Linked DNA regions of Danio rerio: region 1 is linked to region 2. The links are chromatin contacts, called in public Hi-C maps. All regions are on one chromosome and are shown on one strand. The core of a region is the stretch at or near the end of the contact, and the rest is flanking DNA. Distances in the headings are between cores, read along the strand shown. Region 1 overlaps scrib (scribble planar cell polarity protein). Region 2 has its middle 15 kb from the start of insig1.

Region 1 (6,070 bases), core at 1,546-4,045, 190 kb before region 2:
CTCAAAAGAAATGACTGTGATTGGCTTTAGCTATCAGCGCTGTTTACCGAGCAGTGACGCATATACTGAAAAACAATGGGGTCATTCTGTAAGACAAGGTGGAGAAACCTTGCTCTGCAGACACAATTGTGCCTAGATCTACAAGTATTGCTTGCTGTAACTGCCGAGAGACAAAATCTTATTTTACAGATACACCAGATAAAAGGGTCCACAGTGTGTATGTATATGTATGAGTGTATGAGAGAGAGAGAGACAGACAGAGAATCGAAAAAAACAACAATAAACTGACACTACTGATTCAAAAGGACGTCAGAGTGTCTTACCGAGGCTAGATGAGGGTTGTTGGGGCAGCAGGTAGCAGGTGAGAACTTTCTCTCCAGTCTGTTCATCATCCTCTGTCTGGAACTTGAGCATGGGTTGAGACTGGTTCTCTGCCAGCCACATAGCTTTCAGGTTCAGGTTGGCCAATGCGAAAGGCAAGTTCTGCAACCTGGGAGACAGAGAGACATGAATACTTTTGCAACTCTAAGCATGTTATATCTAGCACTTGTGACATGAAGACTTTTTCTACAGAACGCATTTCTAACCTGTTGCCTGCCACATCAAGCACATGTAATTCAGTGGCATTGGCGAGCTCTGGAGGTAGTTTTCCCAAACGGTTATCTCTGAGAGAGAGCACATTCAGGCTAACACATCCGCCCAGCTCTGCAGGCACGCTGCTCAAACGGTTTCGGTCCACATTCAAGTTGGTCAACTTCTTCAGCTTCCCAAGTGAGCGCGGAAGAGACTGAAAATAAAAACAGGACAAGAAAGTTTCTGCAACAGCCTGTTTTTTTTAAAAACTCCCTCAATCTGCATTACTCTAGAACATTTTGCACATTTTCTATTGGAATTTAGGACTCCCTCAGCATTAACTACACTCATTTGTTAGTGATTTCAGATAAAAGTATCCAACAAACACAGGAATGCACACTCATTAGGAGTGAAAAACAGTGTGTTTGCTGATTTTAGCAAGTTTTTGTTTAGTTATTAAAACAATATCTTACAATGCACATTTTAAACGTAGCTTTAAAATACTAATGTTATAATTATGCATTTTTTTACATTTGCATTTTAAATAAAACAAAAGTTTTAAAAAGTAATGACATTACTATTGAAAAAACCCATAATTTTTAAATATAAATAAAGGTTCCACAGTGAAATTTTTATGGAGATTTAAAATTTAAACTCCGAAATCTGACCAGACTAATGTATTTAACTTGTCCTGGACCAACATCAACCAATTTGCACAAATTCACTGTTTTATGCTAAAAATATTCCAATCATCAATAATATAAAAAAAAGATTAATCACCAAATTCACAATTTTAGTAGTCAATTCAGCAAAGTGAAGTAGAAAGAATGTAGAGAGTTGTGTACCTGCAGTAGGTTCTCGGTCAACATGAGCTCTGTCAGGTTCTCACACTCCCCAATAGAGTCAGTCAGATGCACAAGGCGGTTCTGGTTCACTTTCAAAATGGACAACTTCTTAAGTGAGCCTGAAAAAGAAATATTCGGTATATAAAGATCTATGGGTGCTCAGTGCGCAATTATATATGCAATAACATCAGAAAATAAATTATACGGTTATAAATAATGACATCAGTTAAAAAAAAACTTTAAGCCAATAGCAAGACAAAAATCTGAGAACACTAGAGGGCAGTGTTGTTATGCTCAATGTACTGAACATTCCTCAGCAGATCAGTGCAATCAGAAGAGTATTCAAAATATTGCACACATTACCTGATGTGCGAAATAAATAAATAAAAAAACAACAAAATTAAACGATTACACTTTATGGTAATATATAATTCACACTATTAATAAACCATGTACAGACCATTAACTAAGACTTTTAGCTCAAACTTCTATACTACTACATACTAATTGCCTGTTTAATGATAGTTATTACGGTAGTAGATGGGTTTAGGATTAGAGATGTAAAATGAGATCATACTTTATAATATTTTCTAATTAACAGTTAATAACAGACAGGTAATAAGCCAGTAGTAAATGATATTTACACTAAAGTGCTAAAAAAAACTATAATATTTTTTATAATAATAATAATAATAATAATAATAATAATAATAATTTAATATATATTATATATAAATAACATGAATGCAGATCAACTGAATGCAGAAGAGAAAATTATGGCTGGTAAATATAAAGCTGTCACCATAAAGTTGCTGGCTTAATTTAGAAGGCACATAGTTTACAACAAGGTGAAACAGAGTTTAAGCTAAACGGATGAACAATGCCTTTATTGTAATGCGGCCATTGTCTTCAAACAAAGCATGCAAAAGCTCATTTTTATTGACGTTTGGAAGAGAGGTATAGAGTTTCACCGATGCTGTCCGGCAAGATCTCCAGGAGGTTTTCTGAGAGCAGCAGGTCCGTGAGGGCGATAAGGCCGCTGATCTCTGTGGGAAGCTCTGATAGACGGTTTTCTGACACGTCCAAGCAAACCAGCTGCCGCAGGTTCCCCAGCTCCTGTTAAAGGCAGAGGTCATCTTTCAGTCAGCCGAAAGCAAATTAAAGCACTCTAGTTTCCACTCCAATTATCAGCAGAACAGGCACATGCCAAACGCATTCAACTGCACTGAAGGTAAAGCGTGTTTGAAAAGTCAACATCTGCATGAACTGCAAGCTTTAAATCTGAACTAGATGTGCAAAGCAACCAGACAGATGACGACTCTAATGACAATCAGCCAATCACGAGCTGTCTGTACTCACAGGAGGTAGTGAGGAGAGCTGGTTTCTGTCCAACCACAGCTCACGAAGATTGGGCAGCGCCCCAAGTGTGTCAGGCTGAACGGAAGAACAACAAAGAAAGCAGATTAAAGACAGGACGAAGAAAAAAAAAAAAAAAAGAAGAAGAAAGAAATGTTATGAAACAGCACACAAAGAATAATGAAAGAAATAAACAACATGACATGATAGATTCACCAGAAGGTGCTCAGGTGTTCAGAAATAACTATGCTTCGAATAAACCAGAAAACATGACATGCATTTATATGCATCGTTTAACACACACACACACACACACACACACACACACACACACACACACACACACACACACACACAAACACACACACACAAACACACACAAATTGATTTTAGGGCTGCAAGAAATATTACAGGACTCCTTACCAAAACTTCCAGTACATTGCTGCCCAGATCCAGCTGTTCCAGTTTTACCAGGAAGGAAAGAGAGCTACAGAATAACACAGACATTTCAGCTTTTGTCATTTGATTTGCATGTATTGGTATGTTTTTATTTTACATAAAGCATGAGCGCTACGAATTGAATAACTGCAGGCTGATGGGAAAGTACTCACGAGGGCAAGGATTTCAGTAGATTCTCCCTCAGCTCTAGAGTCACCAGGTTTGACAAGCTGAGAGACAGAGAACGAGAAACAGAAAGAGATAAGACTGGGTGTCAGATGGTAAGTGTGTCACTTGGTTTGGAGGAGTAAGGGGCTCCTCCATCTGTACGACATCAACAGTGGCCAAAAACTGAGTATGTGTGTATATATGTGTGAGATAGAGAACATTTCGTCTGTGTGTGAATAAGATGCCTGTGATTAAAGAAGTGAAATTTATAAAACAAAGACATATTAAATGTCTTAAAACAACATGCACAGATATGCCTCCTAGATAAACATTTCTGCCATATATTGCATAAAACTAACGCTGTGTTTATTGGTTTGACTATATAAACAATACAAATACTAGATAAATTGATGATTTTTCTGATGTTTACTTTACCTTAGAATGATTTTAAAAGTTGAAATAAAAATAAACATTTATTCGATCAATTTCATATAGTTACGTTATTTGGGATGCCTCATTCAATAAAGTTTAATTTCAACATTGTAGTTAGTTTATTAAAAACAAATGTACGATCATCTATTAAAAATGACAGACAACCACCTACACTAACACTCCTCTGTCAATTTTGGGAATCCATTACACTCAGCATCACAATACGAAAGATCTGCTACTTTTTTTACATTGTGGCAATTTTGTATTTGCAGAGCAAACTACAAATAAAATACTTACTCTAATGAAATATTTTATGTTATATTATTATATTATATTATTTAATATCAATGTCTTTTTTTATAGCACCATCTTAGCTTAAGGCTAAATTCATGGTAAGAATCAGGTTTGGTTATTTTCACAATTACAATGAGATAAAATATTTAAGAAAACTTAAGAACTACGTGTGGATTTACTTTGTTAAAATGAGTCCAGTGGTTAATGGAATAAACATGTTTTTTGGACCGTGGGTGACACGATGAACCTAATTTATTTCTTGTTAAAAAGACTAGAAAGTTCTTTCTAGCACCTAGAATAAATAACTTTTAAAGCAAATTTTAAAAGGAAATGCATGTTTTGTTCCCACATTAAGATTTATTTTATGCAATTTTGAATTTGTTCTTATCAACTCACTTTCCTATGTCATTGGGTAGAGACTGCAGCGACACGTCATTGAGTGATAGGTGAGCCAGTCCTCGGAGCTGCGTGAAGCCATCAGGCAACCTGAGACCGAGAGAGACAAAAGGAAAATGAGATGCACAATGGAAAAGGTTTGGCCTCTGAAGGCTGTTACTGCTAGCAGTGCACGTCTTCCTGCTCTAATGTAAATAAAGAGTAGGAAGTACTCAAGTGATGAATAAAGTTGACATCCTCCAATGGTTGTGTGAACTCTCTGACCCCAAAATAAGGGGAAAATGAGCCTGCTAAATTCTCACCTGTTCTAAATACAACATTACAGCATTTTAACACAACATATGTAAACTCTTTTTAGTACAAATCTTTTCCTTTCCCATCCTGCTTATCAGAGATGAGTCTTTTACAATTTTGATTTTTTGATAAGTGTGACCAGTCAATACCGATTTTAGCCTATTGCAATTTTCTAAGAATTGACGGCATAAACAAATAATAAAAATACACTTATTTTTTCATAATAAAAAATAAATGTAAATGTATTATTAAAATAACAATGTTTTCCCCAAACTTCAACAAACATTAACAAAACGGGTAACTATCCACTGTTTGTAATTTTTTTTAAAATTTTTTTATTGTTAGAAAAGTCCAAAGGTTATATATGCTTTTTATACTATTATACTATAGAAACTTCTATAAATAATAGATAATACCCCACCCACACACACACACACTTTGCAGATCGTCTTGAATCACTTGAATCACGTTGCATGTATAAAACATACAAGATTAAAAAACTTGGGTGGTCAATTGGCAGCAAATCGTGAAAATAGAGCTGCTTTTACAGGCTAAGAATAATTTCCAAGGCACTACATGTTATCATATGGCTGTGAGTATAAGCACGACTGTCACTCTTTAAGGCATTGGTCGGTCTAAGATTCTGATGTTATGATAATAAAATGATTGCTGCTCTAAAAATTGTTTTCTTTTGTTAAATGCCTTATATATTTTTTTTTGTTGCTTTTTTCCACTCATTGAATTGAACTATTTTGCAACTAAAGGTTAAATAAAAAAAAAAAAAAAAAAAAAAAAAAAAATCACTGCTATTTTCTGCTATCGATTTCTTTACAACTTAAAAAGGCGTCTTTGATTAGGTCTATAGCAGGAATCGGGAACCTTTTTTCAGCAAAGAGCCATTTTTTTATTTAAGCAAAAGCATTTTTAAAGAGCCATTTAGATGTACATATACATCTCCAAATGCCTCTTTAAAATACATTTGCATATATAGTATACATGTATTATATAGTAAATATATAGTATTACTATATATAGTATTACTACTATAAATAATAAAGATTTAAACAAAACCTAAATTTGTCCATGCACAACTCAAAAATTAACAAATATGAAGCATTACACGTTGAGCAAGTCCATGAATGAAGAAAAAACTATAGGATTTCTATTTTCACCATCACCATTCATATATGCTGTTTGAATTTAAGTGCGCAAGGTTACCATAGTAACGCAAGTTGTTTGCCCATAATTGGTGTGGCAATTCAAAACGTCCTTTT
Region 2 (5,704 bases), core at 741-3,240:
ATAAGAAACACGCTGAGATTCACTCAGCATAATTGCTGCAATGTGTATATATTTTACATGCGATGTTAGGAACAAAATGTTGCATAAAAAAGGCAAATTGCATATTAAGCATGTTAAATAAACAATAATTATTAAAGGATCAAACTATTTAGCAATAAAAATGTATGTATGTAATTTGCTGTATGTAGACACTACTAGAAGTGGAGATTTCTGACTTGAGATAGTGTCTTTAAAGATATGTATTGGATTAGAAATCTTAATCTACAGAAGCATTGGGTAAAATGCAGTATAATAAAAGAACAAAAACGTATTTTCATGCTATGTTTTCTTTTCACTAGTCAGAAACCTTAGAAATCTTCAAATCTAAAAACATACTGATGCAAGAAAAAAAAAATATTTCTCGTATTTTCAAAATATAATGTCTTCATGTCTATAATAGATAATGTCCTGTAATGTGTCTTAAAGGGATAGTTCACCTCAAAACAAAAATTTACTATACTAATCTTCAAGTGGCTCCATACCCCATACAGTGACTTACATAAGTTTCTCTCCTGTGTTAAAAGAAAATATTTTGAAGAAAGCTGAAAACCTGTAACTATTGACTTCCATAATATTATAGTTTTTCCTATTATGTATGTCAATGGTCACAGGTTCCCAGCTTTTGTCAGAATATCCTCTTTTGTGTTTAACAGAAAAAAAAAAAAAAGATAAAGGCGGAGGTGGAGTAAATAGTGAGTACATTTTCATTTTTGGGTGAACTATGCCTTTAATGGGGTATTTAAAATCCTTTATTTCCAGTTCTGGCCAGATGAGGGAGTGCAGAGCTTTAAATAACCCTTCACTCAATCCAGTAGAGTGCAAGTACTGTATCTGTGTTGAACTAATGAGAACTATGGTATAGTACAAGGTCGACATGGTGGCTCAATTGTTAGCACAGTCACGTCACAGGAAGAAGATCTATGGTTTGAGTCCTGGCTGGACCAGTTGGCATTTGTGGAGTTTGCATTTTCTCCCAATATTGGCGTGGGTTTCCTCCAGGTGTTCCGGTTTCTCCCACAGTCTAAAGACATGTGCTATATATGTGAATTGGGTTAGCTATATAAAACATATGCTGGATAAGTTGGCGGTTCATTCCGCTGTGGCGCCCCTGATGAATAAATGGACTAAACTGAAGGAAAATGAAGGAATGAATGAATGAATGAATGAATGAATGAATGAATGAATGAATGAATGGTATAGTACAGTCACACATAATAAAATAGCTAAATAGTTACCTCTTTAAGAGATTAAATAGTGTAGACAAAATGGGAAAATCTCTTCAAGAACAGAAAAAAACTAAACAAAAAGACTTTACAAGAAATAACAATTTGGTTAATTTATTTATTTTATTTTTGCACTGAAAATCTTTACATTTAGTTTTTATATTCTATCTAAAATAACATCAGGATAAAGGTGTTGTGCTTGAGTTATTTGTACTCATTCACTGGAAGAAGGACATATTTGCGGTTTGCTTTTATTTTGTCTTTTGTTGCTGTTATTGTTTTTATCAGATTACAGAAATATCACTCCACTGGAGTAATTTAGAACAAATATTAAATATTAACTAAAGTTTGTGACAGGTGGTACAATTCTCATCCTCCCAGAACACACGCTTGTATAAAAACACTGATATACTGCCTAATGTACAGGTCATAAACTGATAAGACTGTTTATGAATGGTTGACATGGAATGTTATGTTACTGATTTTTCTTTACATTACATTCTTATTTGGATTAAATTGCTTTAAAATTTTTGTACCAATGCCTCACTTATCATCTATCGATCTGTCTTGGTCAAGTAGCAAAGCTCTAAGTATTTGATATTATAAGTACTTAATGTACTTTACTATAATTGCACATTACTTTTTATGAATGAGCAATCATCAAAACATTGCCCATGTCTGCGACACACCCCCATTTAATGCTGTGACATGATTGGCTGGCTGAACCACAAGGCACTCTGGCGGTCAGTGGATTGGCTAAAAGCTCTGAGCCCATACTTTACGCTGTTTTTTAAAACCTTTGAACTTTAGCAGGAATGTCTAATCACACACAGCCCATACTAATAATAATACATTTATTGCACATTTGCTGTATTTCCAAACACTCTACTGTTGCTAGAATATTTTGTTGCCAATTAACTTGCAAATGATAACCGTTGAGGCTTCTCGAACAGCAACAATGTTTATTCAAGTAACAATCTGTACTCATTAGCATTCAGATATTGAAGTACTGCTTTTGTTTGTGTGCCTTTCTCAGCAGACTGTTTTTGCTTTTCTTGATCAGAAGGGATAGAAAATTGTTGATTGTAGAGGACCCAAAAAACAAACAGACGAAATACCAGTAGCAACTATATATTTTTAATGCACAATTTGCATTTCTAAAAGCCTTGATAAATCCTAGCAATGAAAACAACCGAAGGCTTAAAAATGGTGAGATCTAAATGTAAACAGTAAATGAAGACAAGATACTCTGTATTTAACAGGAGGGGGGAAGAGTGATGAAAATAATTATATAAGAAAAATGCAACACATCAACAAGCATTCACGCAGGCAACGTATTGCCAAAAATTCTGTGAAAGAGGATAAAATTGGCCCTTGAGCTTAATCCTGTGTCTCAAAGGATGGATTAGAACGTTTCAACCACATAACTTCATGTTGTGTCAGGGGAGGGCATGAGGATGTCTCGCCTGATGAGTCAATTTAAAGCAGCCACTTTAACATTTTCATTATTTTGAATATGCTACTATTCCACCCAGACTTGCTGCTTAATCTCTGCCACGCTTCATCTGGGATTCATTTGATCTGTCATAACATCCTGCTGCTGAGGCATCTGGAGAGACTGGAAGACAGAAATGGGGAAGGCAGAAAGAAAAAATAAAAGTTTTTTTTCTTTCACTTTTTTTACGAGATATAATAAGACTACTGTGAGTCATTTACACACAAATGTGCTTAAATATGCATATACAAATGTGTATATACAGTGCTTTATTACTGTATGCAATTTTTCTGTCATATAATATGCACTTATGTTATTCATATAGGCTCTTTAGGGCTCATAAATGCTCATATGCGAATAAAAAAAAATTTGTCATTTACTCAGCCTTCTTCAGAAGTGAACAAGTCAGGTTCTGCGAGCAAAAACTCTAGGGTTAGTCAACTGTATTCGCTTTTGTTAAATTTATATGTTTGCTTTAATTCAGCTTATTTTTTTTAATCAATTGATGATAATAGTATCATCTGTGTCAAAAACTACATCATCATGATGCTATGCAGATAATTCTGCCAGGAGTAGCTAACAGCAAGCCAATTTAAATTTAGCTTCCCCCACTCCCATCAAGCCCTATATTATATCAGCCTGACTTTACAAGTGACTGTAACTATTTTACATTTTGTCAGTTTAGTGGCTAATTCAGCCGTACGAAAATTAAAACAATTTTAAAAAGGAGGCATGGCACACAACCTCACCCCTAAACTTAATCGTTATTTGGGGATGAGCAAATCGTACTAAATTTTACAAATGAGACTGTCTGAAGAATATGAATTAGCCAATAAATCAAAAAGTTACAAACTGCCATGAGATCATGTTAATTATAAATAAATCTGTCTTCCTATATTCACTCGTTGTTTAAATGGTTGTGTATATGACAGAAAATTTTCAGAAAATACTTTTTTAAAGGTGCTGCTGACTCGAAATTTCAACAAAAAGTCAGTAGCAACCAAAGTAATCGGTACATACAAACAAAACAAATCTAATCAGTTTTGAAATTAAGTTGTGTAATATATGTAACACATATATGTGTAATATAATATATGTGTAATAGAATTAAATGACACACGGAAAAAGTATTGGAAAAAGTATTGAACACATGAAGAACAGAATGTGGCATGGAGAGCCCAGACAGCAACTGTGATCTTTCTCAGTAGTTATTCTGGAAACCTGTTCCCTGTCAATGTAAATTGATATCCGCTGCTTCATTCCAACATCTACATTAGCAGGATGATCAAGATGAAACCAGAGTGGACATTTCAGCAAGGCAATGATCCAAAAGATAGGCAAGGAAACTCTCAAATGGTTACAGCAAAGAAAATAAATCTGCTAAATGTTCAAGTATTGTTAAGTTGATGTTTACTACAAACCTTATTTTCCTCATTAACTGAGAGTTTACTAAACCCAATGAATAGAAAAATCTTAAGGAAACCCACAGCAAATTATTCTTCACAGTTTTGATTTCATGCAAGCATCACTTTTTAAACGATAAATGATTCATTTTTGATCAACCTCACTTTGATTTTATAGCCTTTCTGCCGTTTCTGCCATTTTAAGGCCCCTCTTTCTTCCAGATTGTCTCTTTATGTCGAATCCTTCAGTTCGGAGGTCATTGCAAGTGAAGACAAAGCTTTTGCCTATGTTTTGCTTTGCTGTTGTTATCTATAGGTAGTTAAACAGATTCAAAAAGACCTCCAAATGAAACCACAATTCAGTCCACATCTCTAGATTTTTCTGGAATAGTTGATTTTTAATCTTTATTTTTTTAAAATCTATAAACAGACCTTTTTACATTTCTGGGTATCTCGACAGTGGAAGTTGTCATATTTGGGTAAACTTAGAAAGCATTAAATGTGAAAGTTTTAAAAAAAAAATGTATTTGCCCAAATAAAAAGAGAAACTCCCCAATAGTATTTTCAAGACTTTCAATAGAAGAAAAATTGTTTGAGACTGTTTACTGTCCAGTCCAAATGCTGCATTAGAAACACTTTGCACAGCATCAACTTTTTTTTCTTTCTTTTTTATTATTATTATTTGATGCAAGGATAGTATAATACAAAGAATAGCTTCAAAATGTTAGTTTTTTATCTAAATATAAAAAAATTAAGATGGTTTAAGAGGATTTGAGATGCTGACGACCATTAAATGCATTAAATGAATGGTTCGTTTCGCTGTGGCGACCCCTGATGAATAAACTTATATTCCTATTTATAATAATAATAATAATTCCTTACATTTATATAGCGCTTTGCACATAGGGGGGAATCTCCTCATCCACCACCAGTGTGCAACATCCACCTGGATGATGCAACGCCAGCCATTTTGCGCCACACCGCACACCATACACCAGCTGACTGGTGGAGAGGAGACAGAGAGATGAAGTCAATTATGATATGGGGTGGGTTAGGAGGCCATGATGGACAGAGGCCAGTGGGCAGATTTGGCCAGGATGCCAGGGTTAAACCTCTACTCTTTTTCGAAGGACATCCTGGGATTTTTAATGACCATAGAGAGTTAGGACCTTGGTTAAACGTCTATATAGAGTCCCCGTCACTATACTGGGGCATTAGGGCCCACACAGACCGCAGGTTGGGCGCCCCTTGCTAGCCTCACTAACACCACTTCTGGCAGCAACCTAGCTTTCCCATGTGGTCTCCCATCCAGGCACTGACCGGGCGCAGCCTTGCTTAGCTTCAGTAGGCGACCATGTGAGAGTTGCAGAGAGCTAGCTGCTGGCATACTTATATTGAATGTAATTTACATAAACCATTTATGTTTTGTAAATCTCAACATAACCCAAAATTCATTCATTAATTTCCTTTTCAGCTTAGTACCATTATTAATCAGGGGTCGCCACAGCGGAACAAACTTGTCCAGCATAAGTTTCACACAGCGG

What was found. A called contact is a pair of places that touch in the nucleus more often than the background predicts.
Region 1: a contact with region 2 is called in a Hi-C map of an unstated tissue, with 5 times the contacts expected there. The contact joins two enhancer-like sites. A contact is called at or near these places in 2 of 18 Hi-C or Micro-C datasets (embryo and an unstated tissue).

Annotation. Positions count from the first base shown.
Region 1 is chr7:41,567,331-41,573,400 of GRCz12tu, reverse strand. It overlaps scrib (scribble planar cell polarity protein), which reads right to left. Exons shown (of 40, transcript NM_001007175.2): 4 at 4,503-4,592; 5 at 3,386-3,442; 6 at 3,198-3,261; 7 at 2,778-2,852; 8 at 2,390-2,534; 9 at 1,419-1,537; 10 at 588-787; 11 at 324-490. Among named protein-coding and RNA genes, the nearest start is that of scrib, 62 kb to the right of the region's middle. Within about 2 kb of position 2,795, at least 9 of the 62 cell types and tissues checked have an H3K27ac peak or open chromatin away from gene starts, as enhancers often do.
Region 2 is chr7:41,375,342-41,381,045 of GRCz12tu, reverse strand. No RefSeq gene overlaps it. Among named protein-coding and RNA genes, the nearest start is that of insig1, 15 kb to the right of the region's middle. Within about 2 kb of position 1,990, at least 7 of the 62 cell types and tissues checked have an H3K27ac peak or open chromatin away from gene starts, as enhancers often do.